2 separate regions of the Gossypium arboreum genome follow, and region 2 is linked to region 1. Evidence: chromatin contacts called from public Hi-C data. All regions are on one chromosome and are shown on one strand. Each heading gives the region's core, a stretch centred on a gene start, on an enhancer-like site or on the middle of the called end of the contact. The rest is flanking DNA. Distances are from core to core; before and after follow the strand shown. Region 1 holds the start of LOC108481903 (leucine-rich repeat receptor-like serine/threonine/tyrosine-protein kinase SOBIR1). Region 2 holds the start of LOC108483083.

The links. Hi-C and Micro-C count contacts between places; a contact is called where the count stands out from the background.
Region 2: a Hi-C map of leaf shows a contact between it and region 1, with 4 times the contacts expected there. The contact joins the promoter of LOC108483083 here to the promoter of LOC108481903 in region 1. A contact is called at or near these places in 2 of 5 Hi-C or Micro-C datasets (both in leaf).

The regions. Positions count from the first base shown.
Region 1 is chr1:16,684,582-16,691,131 of ASM2569848v2, forward strand. It overlaps LOC108481903 (leucine-rich repeat receptor-like serine/threonine/tyrosine-protein kinase SOBIR1), which reads right to left and starts at 4,786. Exons shown (of 1, transcript XM_017784970.2): 1 at 2,588-4,786. The coding sequence starts at 4,699. The coding sequence ends at 2,780.
Region 2 is chr1:16,864,686-16,871,410 of ASM2569848v2, forward strand. LOC108483083 reads left to right here and starts at 4,109. Exons shown (of 16, transcript XM_053027605.1): 1 at 4,109-6,725. The coding sequence starts at 4,412.

The DNA.
Region 1 (6,550 bases), core at 3,536-6,035:
TTTTAGAATTAAGATAAAATTGAGATTATTTGTAAATTTTGAGGGTAAATTTTTTATAAAATGACTAAATTGATATAATATTGAAAAGTTGATGAATAAATTTATTATTATATCGATTTTTAATTGTGACGTTGTCTTAATGGGTGACCAATTTGAAAAAAAAATTATAATTGGGTGAAATTTATGTAGACTCTCCAGTTATTGAAGCTGAAACTTTTTCCAGGAGAGGATGAAATTTCATGCTGATGGCAATGAAAATAATCGAGTTTGTGTGTAAGGGTGAGGATGACAGAGGAAAATTAGGAAAAAAAAATTGGGTGAAACTAAATTATATATTTTTAATCTTTATAAATTTTGAAAGAGTAAATCAAAATTTTATTATTTTCTAAAAATCGAAGTACAATTTTATAACATACTAAATTAAAAATTTAGAAAATTTAAAGGGTCAAAAGTGAGATTTCTTAATTTAAGGATATCAAGGCCCTTACTATGCCCTCAATATCACTCCTAATCCATTTGTAAGCGGGATTAATTTGATTGAATCATCAATAACATAAGGACGTAAAACATGTACTAGATCTATATTATATATCAAGCATTTGGATGAGTTGATGTCACAAGTTAATCGAGTACAAATTTAATTAAATAATGATTAACATACTCTTACTTTATAAAGTAAATTATATTATTCCAAAATTATTTTTATTCTTTTATATTTTTATATTAAAAATAAAAAAATAACACATATAATAAAATTTAAACCCAAATCTATATAGTATTAAACATTTTATTTTACCGTTGAATCAAAATCCATTTATTATTTATATCAGTTTTTAAATATTTATTATATAATTTTATTTTTACCCTGTATCCTAAATAACATTGTTGGTTTAGAGGCATGAAAGAGAGTGGGTCCAAAGGCAACCGTTTAACTTGGGCCTGCAATGCTCAAACGGAGCACAATGGGATATCCACTACCTACTCATCAATGAGCCTTTTCGCAAACTACAAATCAACAAATGCTTCAAATTTGGGCTCAATCCAAATTTACTTGCATGTACGATGTAGAATTGCTATATATATATATAATTGCATTTTATCTATCTATTTAAATTGGGTTATTTTGATTTTGAGTTTATTTTAAGTTTGAATCATTTTGAATTTGAAATTTTTTGAAAAGATAATTTTATCCTTTATTAATTAATTATTATTCTATTTTTATCTTCAATATTTATTTTTATTAAAAATAATAAAACTTAATTAGACATAAAAATATTTTTAATTATTATTAAATTATATTATAAATTGTATTATATTTTAATATAATTATATATTAAACATGATGTATTTTTCAATTAATACTAGATTAATTATGCCATATCTACGATGTGGGTGAAAACCTTAGGTAACAAATTTATATAAAAAAAAATTGATATAGCAATGGCTTTGATTGAAATGGTGAAGTTGAATCTAAGTTGTGGCCTAGTGGTGGAGTGTTCACCTTCTCTAGGAATAGTCTAGGTTTGAACCACAATTGCATCAAAAAAGAAATGGTGAAATTAATAGAGTGAAAGCTATAATATTTTGAGGTCCAATCCGTTATGTCTAAGTATTTTTTTTTAGATTTCATATGAAAAGACAAAAAAAAAATCAAAATGATATTGTTGTTAGAAAAATAAAGGAGATTTTGGTAAGTTCATTATTGAGCTAGGATCTAGAGTGACACCGAACTCACCAACTCCTTTATCAATATTATATATATATATATATATAAGGCGTTGTTTTTGAAGTTACATTTACAATCACAATTGCAATTATAAAGAATACATCTAAATAATTATGATAAGAATTGCAATTACAAACGATAATAAAAAAAAATCTAAACTTATATTAGAATATTTTTATACAGAGTGGACATATAATATGATATAAACTAACCATTAAACTAATGTGTTGTTGAAAGAGATTGATTCGAATCTAAATTTTAAAATCCTAAGTTATAAAACAAGGATTAAAAATTTAAAGACTACTACTTAAATCAAATATAAAAAGAATATATAAACTTAAAACAATCAAATGAATTAAATTCTTGCAGCCACTTCAATGTAAAAATAAAAAATAAAAACTTCAAAAGACTATACCCCCTTCATCCCTAGTTGAACCTTTTTGTCTCTTTTATGAAGCTTCCTAAAGTTTGATTGAGTCAAACCTATTCTATGGTTATTAAATTTAGTATTATATTGCTGTCATGATGTTCCCTGGAAATAACATGTTTCACGATGTTAGTGACCCTGTCCCCAATTCCCATTCCCAAACAACCAATCAAATTCCAAAGGAAATAAAGTGACAGCCCTAGTGCTACATTATCTAAATGTTCCAAATAGGATAAAGGGTTTGCAAACAAAGGCCATTATAAATTTTGAGTATACAAACGAGTTAGACTGATTGTATTTCGATTGTAATATTAAATATTGATATTTGAGCATGTTGGACATATTTTAAATTAGTTGAATGTTGTATGTTAAGGGTGAATGTCCTTCATGCTACTTCAGAGGCATGCACTTTGACCAAGGAAAAGAGTGCAGGATTTGTTTCTAAATTTAGCAGGGTACGTCCAAAACCCAGATTATATATATTTCTTACAATTTTACTACAACTGGTTACATATAAAGATGATATGCAGCAAACAAAAACAAAAACAAAAACAAAAAAAAAACTAACAATCTGACAACATTCTTTGTCAGTTGCAACATTATTCTAAACATTCCTCGACTTAAACTTAAGTCTTGATTTGAGACAACATGCATCTGACATCTTTGCTGTTTGGTCTCTCCTTTGGATCATCCAAAGTGCAGAAATACGCAATCTTCAAAACCAGAATCATTTGATCTTCAAACCCTTTTCCAATCAGTTTAGGATCTATGGCTGTTGTGGGGTTGTCTGAAATCATGATGTTTCTCATCCATTTCACTAAACTCATCTCATCAGTGTGTTGAAAGAACGTATCAGATGGTAGCTTCCCCATCACCAAAACACAAAGTATAACCCCAAAGCTATAAATATCACACTTATCAGTAAACTTAAGTGTTTGATGATATTCAGGTGCGATATACCCCACAGTTCCAGCCAAATTGGAAGTGGTAATATGAGTTTGTGCATCAGGCATTGCTTTTGCAAGCCCGAAATCTGCGATCCTGGCTTCCATTTCATCATCAAGAAGGATGTTCCCTGGTTTCAAATCTCTATGAATGATTCGAGGGCTATGGTGCATGTGAAGATATTCAAGCCCAGCAGCCACTCCTTTTGCTATCCTCTGCCGCGCAAGCCAATCTAGCTCCCTTGTGCCTTCTGATACTTGTTGTAAGATGTCTTGCAAGCTTCCATTCTTCATGAATTCATACACAAGGTAGTGACAGTCGGGTCGAGAAATATGAGCCAACAACGGAAGGAGATTCCTATGTCGAATTTGGCCTACTGTGGTGATCTCTGATTTGATTTGACGCATTTTCTTGTTGAGAAGCTTGCTGTCTTCATCAGTTAACTCAGCTGCATCTTTTGGGGGTTGAATAATTTTCTTAATAGCAATCATTTTGCCATCACTTCCTGGTAATTCAGCTTTATATACTTCTCCACACCCCCCTTTCCCTATGATCTCCAATGAAGCCAACCCATCTTCTTTCTCTAAAAACGATAAATCCTCAGCTTTCTTAATCAATGGACTGAATATGGATGGACCAGGATCTTTAGCAGCTCCTAAAATGGTTGCCAACACCAGTTTAAACATAACAGAGAAGACGAACCCAGATATGCCCCCACCTACAGCTCCAGCAAAGAATCCCAACAGCCATTCCATTGCTTTTTTACTATTATTTTTGTGTCGGTGTTGAGTTACTGGTGATAAGATAGGACCTTCACTGGTTACTGATTTGCTCCCAATTGGTGATGGAGCTTGAGCTCTGCTTCTGCTATTATTTGTTGATTTCCTCTCAGCAAAAGTGTACCGTTTGGGGTACTGAGTTACTGTTGATTCATCAACTTGGCTCATCAATGAAGCTGAACCTTCAAGGAAATTGTTCCCTGAGAAATCAAAGAACCGAAGGTTTCGAAACGAACGTATAGATGATGGGATTTTCCCGGAAAACAGATTGTTGGCAAGGGAAAGATTTTCCAAGTTGGGAAAATACTTCAAGAAGGTCAAGTCACCGGTGAACTCATTGGAAGATAAATCGAGAACTCGGAGACGAACCAAAGAAGACAAATTCGACGGTATCTCGCCGGAAAACATGTTGTTTCGAAGGTCGAGGATTTCGAGTTTTTTACAGTGAAAAACTTCATGTGGAACTGGGTTACCAATCCTGTTGTGGGAAACGGAGAGCTCTTTCAGCTCCGACAGCTTCCCAATTGCAGGAGACAGAGACCCATCAAGCATTTGGGATTTAAATACAAGCCTGGTGACTTTAAGGACATAAGTGTTGTCGTCGGCGAGTCTTCTCTCGCAGAAAACGCCGGCGGCTCTGCAAGGATCGGTGGCGGGGAACCGTTGACTGGCGATGCCCAAGTCTTTGAGAAGTGTGGAAAGAGCTTTGGAGTCTGAACGGTCGAGAGTTAGCCTTGAATGGGATATGAAGAAGAGGGAGAGGAGAGTGAGGAAGCGAAGGAAGTGACGACGACGGTGGGGTATTCCGGGAGAGAACGCCATTTAGGGCGGATTAAGGAGGGGTTGGTGGAGGGAGAGAAAAGAAAGGTAGTGGAAGATTATTGGATGCTCATATAGCTGCTATTAAATAATTAAATAATTAATTCCTTGGTTTTTTTTATAAGCTGATACCGTGTGGAAAAAATGTGTATGTGGAGCCCATTTGAGTTGATTTTTCCCGTAAGCAAACGACGGTGGAGGTACTTGTATAATTAATCAGTCTTCCGATTAAAAATTTACTTCATTTTTATTATTCACAATTGATCTAACGACAGGTTAGTTTAATTATTTCATCAGTTTAATAGTAAAATAAATAAAATTTTGATAATAAAAATTAATTTATTTTAATTTAACACATAAAATTAATTTATTTAATTTTTAATAATAATTTTACCATCATCCAAACCAATTATTTTATTTGTGTTGTTATGTTATAAAAAAGTTTTTCTTCAGAATTATGTCATAATAAAAGTTACGTGCAATTATAATATTAAATTCAGATTTAGTTATGAATATGCTTTGTGATGTTAATTTGATTGTAGTTATTATTTAAAGTTTGGGTTATCCCATCATGTAAATCATTACTTTATTTTTTATATAAATTTATTTTGTTAAGTTTTATTTCATGTATATATACTTTTATATATTTTAATTTAGATTCGAATATATTTTAACCATTAATTTTATTTTATAATTTTCATTTTAATTATTTAGATGTATTATTTATATTATAATTATGTTTATTATAATTTTTCTTAAAAATAATTTAAAAACAATTATAATACTAATATAAAATAATTTGTAATTTATTATTATTATTTTATTATAATACTAATATATAACATATTTTATCACATGGCATTAATTTAGATGTATTATTTATATTATAATTATGTTTATTTTATAATTATGTACATTATACCGTGTACGTGTTTTCTCGACAGTTCAACTAAAAAGTTTTCAACTGGAAACGTTTTTCTCATGGGTATTTTGTGCTAGGGTTTTGTATTTTCGGGTTAGGGTTTAGGATAGGGTTTAGGGTTTTTGAAATGTTAAATAATTATTATTGTATTAGAAATTTAAAAACCTCATATTTTCATCGAAACTTGAAGTACTTGTTTGGGATGAAATATTAGTTTTTAATTTTTTTCACATTTTTAATACTAGTTTGATCCAGTATTTTAGTAAATTATTTATCACAATGCATTAATATTGATGAGATAAGTTTTGAAATATATCTCGGGATATATTGTGGGTTTTTTGTCCCAAGTGAGGGTTGAAATTTGTAGAGAGATAACGCTCCAAGCAGGACGCACAATAGTGGTTTTTAAAATTTTGCACATTTTTAATACTAGATTGATTCAATATTTTAGTAAATTATTTATCACAGTGCATTAATATTGACGATATGAGTTTTGAAAATATATCTCGGGATATATACGATGGTTTTTTTGTCCCAAATGAGGGTTGAAATTTGTAGAGAGATAACGCTCCAAGTAGGACGCACTATCAGCAAAAGTACTGAAAGACCATCCAATTGGAAGCGCTTTCAACTTACATGGCACTGAAAACACTTCCACTTGGACACACTTTCAATACTTTTGCTGATAGTGTGTCTTGCTTGGAGCGTTATTTTTCTACAAATTTCAACCCTCACTAGCCGGTGGGAATTTTCAGAATCAACTTTGAGCTCGTCCCCTGATCTATAAATGAAACATATTTTAGCCTCAAGTAACATAAGCCATTTACGAGCAAATAACCAGTTGTCAGAGAGATCAGAAGAAGAGAAGTTCATAGAGAAGGTATAAGTTAGAGCAACGACGCAATTTGCATAAAAGTAAACATTGATTTTTG
Region 2 (6,725 bases), core at 2,859-5,358, 180 kb after region 1:
CAATATATACATTTTCAAAAGATACCAAAATAGAGTTCGATAGTGTGGCGATGGTCATTGACAATCCCCGAGTTCTTAGTAGCTTCCATATCTATAAAACAGTTGAAAAACACATAAAGTAAGCTTTCAAAAGCTTAGTAAGCCATATACAAATAAACTTAACAAATAACATCAATTCATTCATATAATTTAAGGCAAAAATACATTCACTTAGCCATATATCTCTTTATTTCATTTGAACATAATTCACATATACATATCATAACTCATTCTCATAGCAACTCATACTTATATCATATATTCACCAAGGTACAGATACTTACTTCTCATTCTCAAACATGGTATACAATTCAAACATACCTGAGTCAGATACAAATTCACATAGTCATCTATTTTCTTGGAATACCCGTTGAATCGTTCAGAATTATAAGGATACGCGGATAGCTCGGAAAGCTCATACAATGCCAATGTCCCAGACATGGTCTTACATATAATCAAATATCGATGCCACTGTCCCAGACAGGGTCTTACACGAAATCAAATACAATGCCAATGTTGGTCTTACATGTAAATCATAAGTCGATGCCAACATCCCAGAAGTGGTCTTACACGATAACACATATCAGATCTTATGTCATGACATATGTATCCTAACTATTCCTAAAGTTCGTACTGGGCTTTTCGGACATCGGAACTTTGTCGATACTTTCTCGGATGTCTCATTTTTCTCAACTCATATATTCATTCATCATAGTACAATAGCATATAACCGATAAAAATTCAAATCAAAGCACATTTATTTGTATATAGACTTACCTTGTACGGATTCGGAAAGACGAAATCGGTTACTCGACGACTTTCGACTTTTCCTGATCTAATTCTATCTTCTTCAGTTCTTGATCTATATAAATTCAAATTTAACTCTTTTATTCACCAAATCATTCAAATCAATCGACAAACACATATTTAGGGCAATTTACAAATTAGCCCTCACATTTTTACATTTTTGCACTTTAGTCCCTAATCTCAAAAATCATAAAATATACAAATTTCCAAATACTCATGTTAGGCTGAATTCTCATAGTCTTCATATAAACCCATATGTTTCATTTATTTCACATTTTAGTCCCTCAAAATCTCATATTTACAATTTAGCCCATTTTACTCAAATTCATCAAAAATTCTAAGACAAAATATACTAACCCAACACATCTTTTATTTTCCAACAACTAACATCACAAATCTCACAATTTCATCAATGGCATATTTCAAAATCATCAAAAAAATTAGAAATTGAGACTTGGGCTTGATAGAACACTAAGCAACAATCACAAAAACGTAAAAATTATCAAAAACCGATCAGAAACATACCTTAATCAAAGATTAGAAGTGCTAAACCCTAAACAACTCTTTTTCTTTTCTTTTGTTTGATATAATTGGCCATAAGATGGATAATGAATCAAATTTTAAGCTTTTGTTTTATTTTAATCATCATATTAACTAAATAGTAATTTTACCCTTTGTTATAAAACCATTTAATCAATAAACATAAGGCCATTTATGTCCATCCATTAAGCTAATGGTTAAATAAAAATATAAGGACCCCACATTTAATAAAACATAGCAAATTAGCACTTTTTCAAATAGAAGGCCACTTTTACATTTTACGCGATTTCCTCCTTTTATCAAATTAAGCACACAAACAATTAAATTTTCATACGAAACTTTCACACATGCCAATTCACATATTATAATCACAGAAAATAATATTTAAATATTTTTTTGACTAGGATTTGTGGTCCCAAAACCACTATTCCGACTAGGGTCTAAACTGGACTGTTACACTTTTGGTTTTACACAACAAAAAATATTTAGATTGAGAGAATTTTGTTCTTTGTTTCGAAGGTTTTTTTTTTCTTATGGGGCTTCGAGTTTTTTCTTTTAATTCTCTCCATCTTTTGCACTCTCCTTTATTATAGTGAAATCTTATTTTGCTCGAGGCTTTTTATCATCTCTAGAGGAGTTTGTCCACGTAAAATTTGCATGTTTAATCTTTTCGATTCTTATTTTCTTCACTTTGTTCATTTTTAATCGGGTTTATCACCTACATTATCCAATATTTTAAGTAAAATTATAGTTATTTCATATAAGCAAGCCTATTACTTACAATTTGTTAAATAAAATGATCTTAATTAAAATATTATTTCATTAAAATGATTAAATTTCACATGAAAAAAATCTATTAATAATATTTTATTAAATGAAATAACATTTATTGCTACCTACAATTGATGTTTACTAAATAACACAACAATTAATGGAAGTGTTTGACTATAGTAGTCAATACGGGTTGGCACTACATAAAAATGTGTAAACATAAACACAAAGAAGACCAATGTTTGTTTATGCAGTTCAATTTCCTTGCATTTACGGAGTCTAGCTCAGTGAGTAATTCCACTATATTTAGTCCACAATACAACAAGTGAATCACACTTTATCACTTCTAAGTATAGAGATCTCACATTTGCTCCTAAAGACTAGAACACTCACCTCTAAATTCTCCTATTGAGGATTTAGGTAATAAACACTAAAAGTTTACAATTCGGTTTGCACTCTTACACAAAACAGTTCCTCAATGAACAAAATCAAGTGCTCTCAATATGCTCTCTTATATAACCTAGACAAACCTCTCTAACATATATCAATCTCAACTTGTTAACATAGAAACTAAATGAATAAACAATAATTCCTTAAAAAAATCTAGTACAATATAACCAATAAAAGCATAATCTGATGAAGATATGACCTTCCAAAATCAGCATCACAATCCCGACCGATTGTCTACAAAACAAGGGTTGTCTTAAATTCATTTGAATCCAATCTAATCTTCACTAGCCATGGATTGGTTCCTATAGATGTACCATAGTATCTTCAAAATATCATCACAATAACTCGTCCAAAGATTTAGTTTCATTATATTGCCAACTTAAATATGACAACTAACTCCACTATCTCAGTAGTAGACTATAGTGGGCACTGTCGAGTGCTAGTTAACTCAATACAACACACCTTGCCTCAATAATCTTCAATGAGTGGAGTTAAAGATATCAATTCAATATACTATTAAGTTCCATAATTGAATATTCTATTATGAATTTGGAATAACACAACCTTATAAATTGATTACTTGAATTAACAAATCATGATAAATTAATCAATTTGATTTGATAACTTATGTTGATTAATTGAACATGTTAGATATATGAACTTCATAATTAGTTATGTGAAAGAATGTAAACTAAAAGATGCATAAAAATAATAATGCATGCATCTGTTATACATCTTTTTAATTTTGTTGATTTGATTCTCACTTTGTTTCTTTTTTGAACATAATTCTCAATTTATTCAGTGGATGGGAATTCATAATATCAAACTTATGGTAGACTTATAACACTTCTTTATGTAACAGCATGATATTATAGGTGTATAACAACCATCTCTCTATAACAGATAAAATTTTGATAGACAAACAAGGCTGATACAACGAGGGTTGACTGTATATATAATAAGAAAGAAAGAAAGAAAAAACAAATATGTAAGAAAAAATAGTCAAATAATTACACTAGCATCGATAGAGTAAAGCCAAACTCGACATTCATAGATGTCGAGGTCCCTAAGTCAAACTTACCAAACTTGATACTCATCGGTATTGAGATACTCTAAAAAAAATTATTATGATCAAGGTTCGAGATTCGTAGTTTCCAACATAGTTTTTAAAGTTTAAATTTATTGTCTTTCTTTAAGAATGCAATGTATCTTATTATAGAATCCAACTTTGTGAAATTAAAATAATTGAACCTTAACAATGAGATGTGATGTGGTGGTTGTTAATCTCGTCCTTTAATTATGAGCTCAAAATTTTTATCTCCGCTAATGCAAATGGAACATATTTCATGAAAAATTATTTAATTTTTTTGAAAAATATAAATAATAATTGATATTCACCTATTCTATGAATACCCTCGACTCGAAACATAGTTATAAATAATAATAATAAAAATAATAAGGAATAGCAACAATCAAACACAAATGCACGTCCTAAATACCCCCAGCTATATAAGTACATCTAACTTTTAGATCCAAATTAAATTTCTCAAAAAAAAAAAAAAAAACCGAAAGAAAAAAAGCCTCAGCCTCTATTATTTATTTCACAAGCACCAAAGCAACAAGGAGCAGCAGAAGAAGACGAAGCGATTCTATTTTTCCCTTTAGTCCGTCATCAGAGTCTGATCGACGCTGGGATTTCGGCCGATCTTCTTCCCGTTTCTCCTCCATCACTCTATTCAAATCTCCAATTAATTTGCTGAAAAACAGAGATTTATGCATGTTAATGTGATTGAGATTAGAGTAGATGGGGCACAGGAAGAAAAACGTTGCTCCAAGATCAAAACAAGCGCCCGAGCTGACTCCCAATAATGCGAAGATCGATGTATTGGCGCTTCCACTTGAATCCGATTATGGTTCTCCCTCTTCCTCGCAGTCGTCCTATGCGGCGGTTAAGGGGGAGTGTGAACGAGCCCTAACGGCACTCCGACGTGGCAATCATACCAAAGCGCTTCGGTTGATGAAAGATTCGTGTACTCGTCATGAGAACTCGGTTCATGCGGCGCTAATCCACCGCGTTCAAGGCAGGGTCTGCGTGAAAGTGGCATCCATCATCGATGACTCTAACGCCAAGCAGCGGCATTTGAAGAACGCTATCGATTCGGCCAAAAAAGCTGTGGAATTGTCTCCGAACTCGATCGAATTTGCTCATTTTTATGCTAATTTACTGTACGAATTAGCCAACGATGCGAAAGAGTATGAAGTGGTGATTCAAGAATGTGAACGCGCATTGGCCATTGAGAATCCGGTGGATCCCGCCAAAGAAAGCTTGCAAGAAGAGAGTCAACAGAAAATATCAACCGCGGAGGCAAGAATTTTGCACGTGCAGAGTGAGCTGAAGTCATTGATACAGAAATCGAATATCGCTTCAATTTCTAATTGGATGAAGAATTTAGGGAGTGGAGAAGAGAAGTATAGGGTCATTCCGCTTAGGAGACTACCCGAGGATCCTATGGAGGTTAGGTTAGTACAAGCGAGAAGACCTAACGAGATTAAGAAAGCTACAAAGACGCCAGAAGAAAGAAGGAAAGAGATTGAGGTTAGAGTTGCTGCTGCTAGATTGTTGCAGCAGCAGAAATCTGACGCAGCCTCTTCTTCTCCAGTGTTGCAGGGTGAGGGAGAGAGGAACGGACTGGATTTTACTTCCGGAGGTGGACAAAGGGGAGGAGCAGATAGGAGGAGGAAGAATAGTTCTACAGCTGAAAGGAGAGATTGGGTTCGATCGTTTTGGAATTCAATGAGTGTTGATTCGAAGAAAGATTTGCTTAAGATTAGGGTTAGTGATCTCAAAGCATATTTTGGTTTGTTGAAAGATGGGTTGGCGAGCGAGGTCTTATCAGAGGCTTTAGCATTTGCTGAGGTTAATAAGACTTTTAAGTTTTGGGTTTGTTGTAGATGTAGTGAGAAGTTTGCGGATTCAGAGTCTCACATGCAGCATGTTGTTCAGGAACATATGGGGAACCTCATCCCTAAAATGCAGACTGTTCTGCCACAAAGTGTTGATAAAGAGTGGATAGAGATGCTCCTTAACTGTTCTTGGGATCCCCTGGATATTTCTGCTGCAGTTAAAATGATTGACAACCAGCCTAAATTTGGTGAGCCGGAGTTTTCTCATGATTTTTACTCACGGAACCGTAATGAAGATAGTGATGATTGCCTCAAAGATGTGAGTGATAAGGAAAATTTTAGGGATCCCTACAATTGTGGTAGTTTTAAGGGCAATGATTGTGACAAAGTTCATAACATTGAATGCAAAGAATGTGATGGAAACCAGGGTTCTGTAGCATATCCCCTTATGAATAGTTGGCCGACAGTGGATGATGCTGAGCGTGCCAAGCTGCTTGAAAGAATCCGTGCTACTTTTGAACTGCTTATTAGACATAACTACCTTGCTGCTGGCCATCTTAACAAGGTGATACAGTTCACAATGGATGAGTTGCAGAGTATGGTTTCTGGTTCTCAGCTTCTGAATTACGGTGTAGATCAGAGTCCCATGTGCATTCGTTTTTTAGGAGCTACACAACTTAGAAAAATCCTCAAATTATTGCAGGATATATCTCATTCTTGTGGTCTGGCTAGATATTCTGAGAAGACTGCTACTATGGATGATGTGAATGGTGCTGCTGAGGTTCTTGAGGTTAAAGAGAAGATTATTCTTAGTGCAGATGCTTCCTGTCTACTCCTGGATGAACATTTATTGCCTGATGCAGCAATAGAAGATGCTACTCAAGGCAATGTTAATGGTAGCAATGGAAATGGGGTTTTACAGGATGCTGATGCTCTGCTGTCCTGGATATTTGCAGGCCCCTCAAGTGGGGATCAATTGGCATCATGGATGCGCATGAAAGAAGAGAAAACGCAGCAAGGACTTGAAATGCTTCAGATGCTGGAGAAGGAATTTTATCACCTACAGAGCCTTTGTGAGAGAAAATGTGATCATATAAGCTATGAGGAAGCACTGCAGGCTGTGGAGGATCTCTGTCTTGAAGAAGGTAAGAAGAGAGAGACTTCCACTGAATTTATTCATAGAAGCTATGAATCTGTCCTTAGGAAGCGAAGAG